Regions from separate parts of the Mus musculus genome. Here region 2 is linked to region 1. The links are chromatin contacts, called in public HiChIP or PLAC-seq maps. All regions are on one chromosome and are shown on one strand. Each heading gives the region's core, a stretch centred on a gene start, on an enhancer-like site or on the middle of the called end of the contact. The rest is flanking DNA. Distances are from core to core; before and after follow the strand shown. Region 1 overlaps Bcar3 (breast cancer anti-estrogen resistance 3). Region 2 overlaps Synpo2 (synaptopodin 2).

What was found. HiChIP or PLAC-seq counts read pairs in DNA pulled down with a chosen protein or histone mark.
Region 2: a contact with region 1 is called in a FOXA1 HiChIP or PLAC-seq map of pancreatic cancer cells. The contact joins two enhancer-like sites.

Annotation. Positions count from the first base shown.
Region 1 is chr3:122,525,196-122,528,569 of GRCm38.p6, reverse strand. Bcar3 (breast cancer anti-estrogen resistance 3) reads right to left here. Exons shown (of 12, transcript NM_013867.3): 11 at 3,071-3,283. Among named protein-coding and RNA genes, the nearest start is that of Mir7657, 15 kb to the left of the region's middle. Within about 2 kb of position 1,594, at least 11 of the 459 cell types and tissues checked have an H3K27ac peak or open chromatin away from gene starts, as enhancers often do. A contact at or near this core is called in pancreatic cancer cells, where this site is marked.
Region 2 is chr3:123,091,834-123,095,207 of GRCm38.p6, reverse strand. The region is part of intron 4 of Synpo2 (synaptopodin 2); the gene reads left to right. Among named protein-coding and RNA genes, the nearest start is that of Myoz2, 59 kb to the right of the region's middle. Within about 2 kb of position 1,672, at least 68 of the 459 cell types and tissues checked have an H3K27ac peak or open chromatin away from gene starts, as enhancers often do. A contact at or near this core is called in pancreatic cancer cells, where this site is marked.

The DNA of each region.
Region 1 (3,374 bases), core at 345-2,844:
CCAGGTACTAATGGTGGACATTCTTCTTGATCCTGCCTTTTATTTATTCTGTCCCAGAGTAGAAAACAGGAGATACAGGACCCTGAGATCATCTGGAATTTCAGGACATAGTCTGGGGATGAATTGGAATAGTGAGAATGTCCTAGACATAGGAGAATTCCAGGTTGGAGAAGACAGCTCAGTCAGTGTTTGCTTTGTGAGCACAGAGGCCTGACTTCAATCTCCAGAATACACATTAAAGGGCTGCACGTACACAGTTGACAACTGGGACATCAAAACAAAAAAGCTGCTGACAGAGGATTAATACCTAGAAGAACTCAAAAAACAGCCAAGACAAATGGCCCAACTTTAAAAATGTGCTATTGAGTTCTCAAAAGAGACAAAAATAGCTAAGAAACACCTTTAAAGGTATTCACCATCCTTAGCAGTTAGGAAAATGCAAATTAAAACTACTTTAAGATTTCATCTTACCCCATTACCCTAGTCAGAGTGGCTAAGATCAAGAAAACAGATGCTGGCAAGGATGTGGGAAAGGGGAACCACCTTCACTGTTGGTGGAACTGTAAACTGGAGCAGCCACTTTAAGATTAGTGTGATTAATGCTCACACAGCATATGACCCACCTATGCCACTCCTTGGCATACGCCCCAAGGACTTGACATGGTACTACACAGATACATGTGCCGTCATGTTCAGTGTGCTCTGCACAGTAGCTAGGAAGTGGGAATAGACCTAAGTGTCCTTGGGCTGATGGATGCATAAGGAAAATGTGGTACATCTACACCATGGAATACTATTCAGCTGTGAAGAAAGTGAGAAAATGAATTTTGTAGGAAGCTGGATAGAACTAGAAGATACTTTTCTGAGGAGGGTAAACCAGATCCAGAAAGAATGCCTCCTGACAAGGGACCATGGTGGGTCATGTGGGGAGCTCTAGAGAGGAACAAAAGGACACAGGGGCTATGAAGGGGGATGCTTTGCCCCCTCTCCCTCCACTGCTACCAGCTTTAAAACAAACAAACAAACAAAAAAAAAACCAAAACCAACCCCCCCACACACACACACCAAGGATGACTGAAAAAACTATAAACATATTTGTATTTACTTATATTAGAGTGTGTGTGTATGTATATGTGTATACACACACACACACATATTTAATTTAAATCAAGTTGTGCCACTTGGGGTGATAATATTCCCCTCCCAAGAGCCATAGTCATAATCAATCTAAGAGAAACGTCAATGCCAGGCAGAGGAACCCTCTCTTGCAATCTTGGTCAAAGGGGTTCAAGAGACTCCCAGATCTTGAAGGTAAGACCCCGTTGCTGGATGAATGGAGCTGGAATTGACCTAGAAGCCTCCTCTATGAGGACTTGCTCTCCTAGCATCGGTAGATGCTCTACAGGGTAGCAAGTCCTGCTCAGCTTTAAAGCCTGTGAGCCACAACTATGACTATCATAGCAAGGTATTTCTCATGGTGCCGGAGTGGCACTTCTATCTTGGGGGTAACCAACAGCCATCTACTTGGATCAAAGGCACACTCATAGGAGGGAATTTGTGCCTAGTACTGTAAACCTAGTCAAATACCTGTGGTTGATGAGGTCACGGGAGAGCCTTCTACCACCACTCTTCTACAGCTGTAACTCCTGACTGCACTCTAAGGATCTACCCTTACACCCACAGATAGCTGCAGCTCTTGCCACTTACCAAAGCAGCCGCTTTTTGCGGCAGATAATGACCATCAACGAAAGTCCCCGATGGTCAGAATGCAGAGAACAGTTTATTGTGGGCTCCTGTCTCCCACCAGCTGGTACATCTACAATCCAATCTCTACACCTAAGGCTCAGGGTACATCAAGGAAGAAAGTGGGTGTGGAGAGACGAGAGCCAGAGGACCAAGATACATGCTCTGAGGTACTGCGTATGATAGAAAGTTGAACCCATGAAATCTCAGAAATATGGTCACCTAAACAAGACCCGTACAGTGGCAACACCGGCTGACATTCCAGAGAGGACGGAGCAAGTCTTATAAGGCCCCACCCCTAGATGAAGTGCTATAGAAATTAATGGCTGCTAAGAGAAGAGTCCGTCTCCTCTAGAGACCCAATCCTGGTTGGTCATCCCTTGACATACACACATATGAACAACACTAAATTGACTCAGTAGGTCATATTTGCAGATACATGTTTATGTGTATATATATGTAACAATAATTAAAGTGATCTACATAGGGAGACACAGGAGGTGAAAGTAAGTGTGTATGGTAGAAATTACATAAATACAGTACTCATGTACGACATTCTCAATAACTGATTTTTTTAAGCTGGTCTTGGTTGCCTGAGAGGTGGCTCGCAGTTGTGGGACCTGAGTTTGGCTGCTAGGACCTATGTCAGGTGGCTACAGCTGCCTACAGCTAGCTCAACAGTGTGATCCCTCTGGCCTCCCTTTCGCTCATGTTGTATACACGCCTACATAAAAACATACACACACACACACATATATGTATGTATGTTATGTATATATTTAAATTTTCTATTTCTCAAGACAAGAGTTTTTCTTGGCTGCCTTGAAATTCACTCTGTAGACTAGGCTGTCCTCAAACTCACAGAGATCCAACTGCTTCTGCCTCCCAAGTACTGAGATTAAAGGTGTGTGCCATCACTGCTCAGCTTGAAAAATACAGTATTTTTAAAGCGAGGCATAGATGGTTGTACCTCTAATCCCCACACTGGATGGACAGACAGGTAGAAGGGTCCCTGGGACTTGTTGGCCAGCCAGCCTAGCCTCCAAGGTAAGTTCCAGTGAGAGATGCTGACTCAAAGGGATGTATGGTGCCTGAAGAAAGAGATCTGAAGTTGACCTCTAGCTGCACACACTCGTGCACGCACGCCACAGTGAAACCCATTTCTTTGTATGCTCTTACACATTATCAAATGAGCAATGGCGTAGGAAATGTAGTGTCTACATCTTAATCCTTTCTGGTGGTCATTTTTCTGACCGAGGGCATCCATCCCCTTTCTTTTCTTCTTCCTAATCCCTGTGCAGAGAAGATTGCAGGAACAAGTCCCTACCTGCCAGGATCCTCTCAGCATTCATCCTGTAGCTCTCAGAAGCCTCAGCCATGAACCTGGCTGTTGCCAAGTGATTCAGCAGAATTTCACAGCTCTCGTCATTGTTTTCCCACATGTCGGTCCCTTCAAAAGTGACAGCCTGGCGTTCCATTAAGGTCACCAGTGGCATCAGCAGAGGGACTGACACATTGCTTGCTGGGACATATGTAGACTCTGAGGAATGAGGAAGAAAGTTCCAGATCATGTTTTGTTGGCAGTCAGTCACAGACCCACTAAGTGGTCATCTGGGTTCCCTGACACGCTG
Region 2 (3,374 bases), core at 423-2,922, 570 kb before region 1:
CATGGTCCACTCTATTGGTTTTGTTTGTTTGTTTGTTTTGTTTTGTTTTGTTTTGTTCTTGTCTTAGTCAGGGCTTCTATTCCTGCACAAACATCATGACCAAGAAGCAAGTTGGGGAGGAAAGGGTTTATTCAGCTTACATTTCCACATTGCTGTTCATCACCAAAGGAAGTCAGGACTGGAACTCAAGCAGGTCAGGAAGCAGGAGCCGATGCAGAGGCCATGGAGGGATGTTCCTTACTGGCTTGCTTCCCCTGGCTTGCTCAGCCTGATCTCTTATAGAACCCAGGACTACCATCCCAGGGATGGCACCACCCACAATGGCACTCCCCACTTGATCACTAATTGAGAAAATGCCTTACAGCTGGATCTCATGGAGGCATTTCTTCATGGGAGGCTCCTTTCTCTGTGATAACTCCAGCTGTGTCAAGTTGACACACAAACCCAGCCAGTACAGGTTTTTGTTTGTTTGTTTTTTGTGGGTTTTTTTTTTTGTCTTGTTTTTGTAATGTCTAGTACTCTGAATTGGTGTTTCTCTGTAATTTCTTTGTTGGCTTTCCTGTTTATACTATGTATCACCTCCTTATTTCATTCATCTCTTTGTGACCTTGATCATGTGTACGGTCATTACTTCAGGTTCTATGTGGGAGTTCATCTAACTCACTCCAACTAGGTGCCGTTACTGAAGGCTAACTCTATTTGGAAGAGTTCTGATTTTTTTTGTTTTTTTTTTGTTTGTTTGTTTGTTTGTTTGTTTTTTAAATGTTGCTATGTTGGGATGTATGCATCTAATGTCTTGTTTTGGTTTTTTGTTTTTTTAGGGTTGGTTTAGTTTTGACCAACTATTTTCCTTCATTTGAAGTATTTGCAATTTTCACACAGACTTGAATGTGTTAGAGCTCAATGTGCTGTAGTTGAGAAAATAATTCCTCACTCCCGGAGCTCCAGATGCCTGGTGTAAGCTCCGTACCATTCCCCAAGTAGAATATTAACTGCAAGACCAACCACAGTGGCTGAATACTAACACTATTCAAATATTTTATTAGCCAATTCCCAACAGTGACTCCTTCGGCTTCAATAACTTTTGGAGGATAAACAGGCAAGGATAGCATGGAGTGTACTTGGAGTTTAGTTAACATACTTGTTCTTTAAAGAGAGAGAGCTCGTGAACAACCATGGAGGGCGATGGGCAGAGAGGTGGGGAGAGTGGGGGAGGAGTGGGGGAGGGGAGCTGTAACCAAGAAAAAATATATAAGAAACTGTTTACATAACCTAAAACTAGAAAATACGGTCAGGGTTAGGAGGGAAGCAGAGTAGGGGAGGAGAAATATTAAATTAACACTGAGTAGAAAACAGGGTGAGGTGGGTAAAGTGGCGGGGTGAGGCGAGGTGGGAGAGATGACCATGGGTTTAGAGGAAAAGATGAAGGGGGGGGGGGGGAGGCATAAGCAACAGCTCCCAAAACCTAACTGAGCACTCTAAAGACAAAGGCAAAGCCATCGGGAGACATACATAGAAGAGTAGAAAGTAAGTAGCAGAAAATAAAAAAGTACAAGAACGTCGTATGCCGTAAACTGCGGGCCCCGCTGCAAAGTTCAAAGACCACTTTCCCAGATCCCTCCGCCTCTTACAGGCCCTGTGCATGCAGGAGGGGTGGGTGGCAGGCACCGGCCTCTCTCTGCAGCCTTCTGGTTTCCCGGTAGTCCTACTCCCGGCTTGGGAGTAAGGGAGACTGTGAGCTTTCTTGTTTGTTCTGGCAGAACTCCAACATGCACTGTGGCTTCTTCCGGTCTTGCAGCTCCAGTGCATGTAAGGAGCAGTGTAGGCTGCTGCGAGCTCCTTCTGCACTTCTGATGCTCTTCCCAGGGCAGCTTTATCCAATCTAGACTCTTATTAAAATGTAATTAAATAATGCTACACATTATAAGCCTTTAAGATGGCACTTTCAGCTATTTCAATAGAATGCAGCTTATAGTAATAGAAGTATTTTAATAAGCTATAATTTATTCACTGGGTTCTTTTCAGAAGTTGGTAAAAATTGCTATAGTAACTGCTGTCGTGCCTTAAAATAGATTATTCAAATTAAATTTTATTGCCTATGCCTTCAATTCCTTTATGCAAATGCATGCAATGCAGACTTGGTGGCATGGGGTAAATGCCTTTAGTAGTTCCCATGCTTATTTGCAGGGAGGGGATTTACAGACTTTGGGAAGGATGACCGGAGGCAACAGACACCTAGTGCTCAGCATTCCGACCAGCACACAGTCAGTCTGTCAGCTCACAGTCAGTCTGCATCTCTAAAATGAAGAGATCAAAGAAGAATACACACAGATTTCTCCATAGCATGGCTCTCTCTGAACTTACGCTGAGAGCTACTGTTTTTATATTTTATCTTTTTTAAAATAGAACATCAGAAACCAACTACTCTTCTGTATTCTGGCCCACTCTGATCCAGCAGAGAGATGAGGTCAGGGGTGGTGTTTCTGGCCAGCACAGCTGCCTATGTTCTGGGAGCACGGGGAGGCAGGGCTGCCTTGGCACTCTCCGAGGCCTGCATCGCTCACCCCACTTCAAAGTCAAGGCCTGCTTCTATTTTTGTCTAGGGTCGGCAGCCCGCCCATGCAGTTGCCTCTTGAACAAAAGGTTCTGCCAGATCTCTGACACCTTTGAGCCACACAGTCTCATCACACAATAATAAAAATGGTCATGATTCGTTGTGCTGTGTGGCATTCAGTTTAGAAACTCTTCTACCCAGAATCTTGAAATGGCAGACAGCATTATTCCTACTTTACAATTTCAAGAACAGTTGAGCCCTAGTGAGAAACCGGACACCACAAGCCCATACCTGTGTGGAGTCTGAATTCCCATTCCTCCAGCCTGCTGGCTCTTACAGCCCTTGGCCTCTCTCCCAAAGGATCGTCTTTAAACGTGAGATAAAGCGTAGAAGTCTATTGTTTTGGTGCTTGTTTTAGTTTGTTTTCCATTGCTGCGATAAAACACCATGTTCAAAAGCAACTTGGGAGAGGCAAGGGTTAATTTCATCTCACAGCTTACAGTCTTTCACCAGGGGAAGTCAGGACAGGAACTCAGGCGTGAACCTCGAAGCAGGAACCATTTTGATGTTTATTTATTACATTCGTCAAACTGTCTTAAAATGTTCGGTTCCTTGGCTTCATTTCTGATAAAACAGATAGACACACACATAGATAGACACAGTCCAAAAGATAGAGATACATAAACTGCCTATCAGTTAGGTCATTTGTCTGTTGCAAGCAGAATAATAATGTAAACTTGTAAGGACTTCCCCATTTTCTTTCCTTTCTTTTGTTTTTGTTTTTGTTTTTGTTTTTCCAGACAGGGTTTCTCTGTGTAGC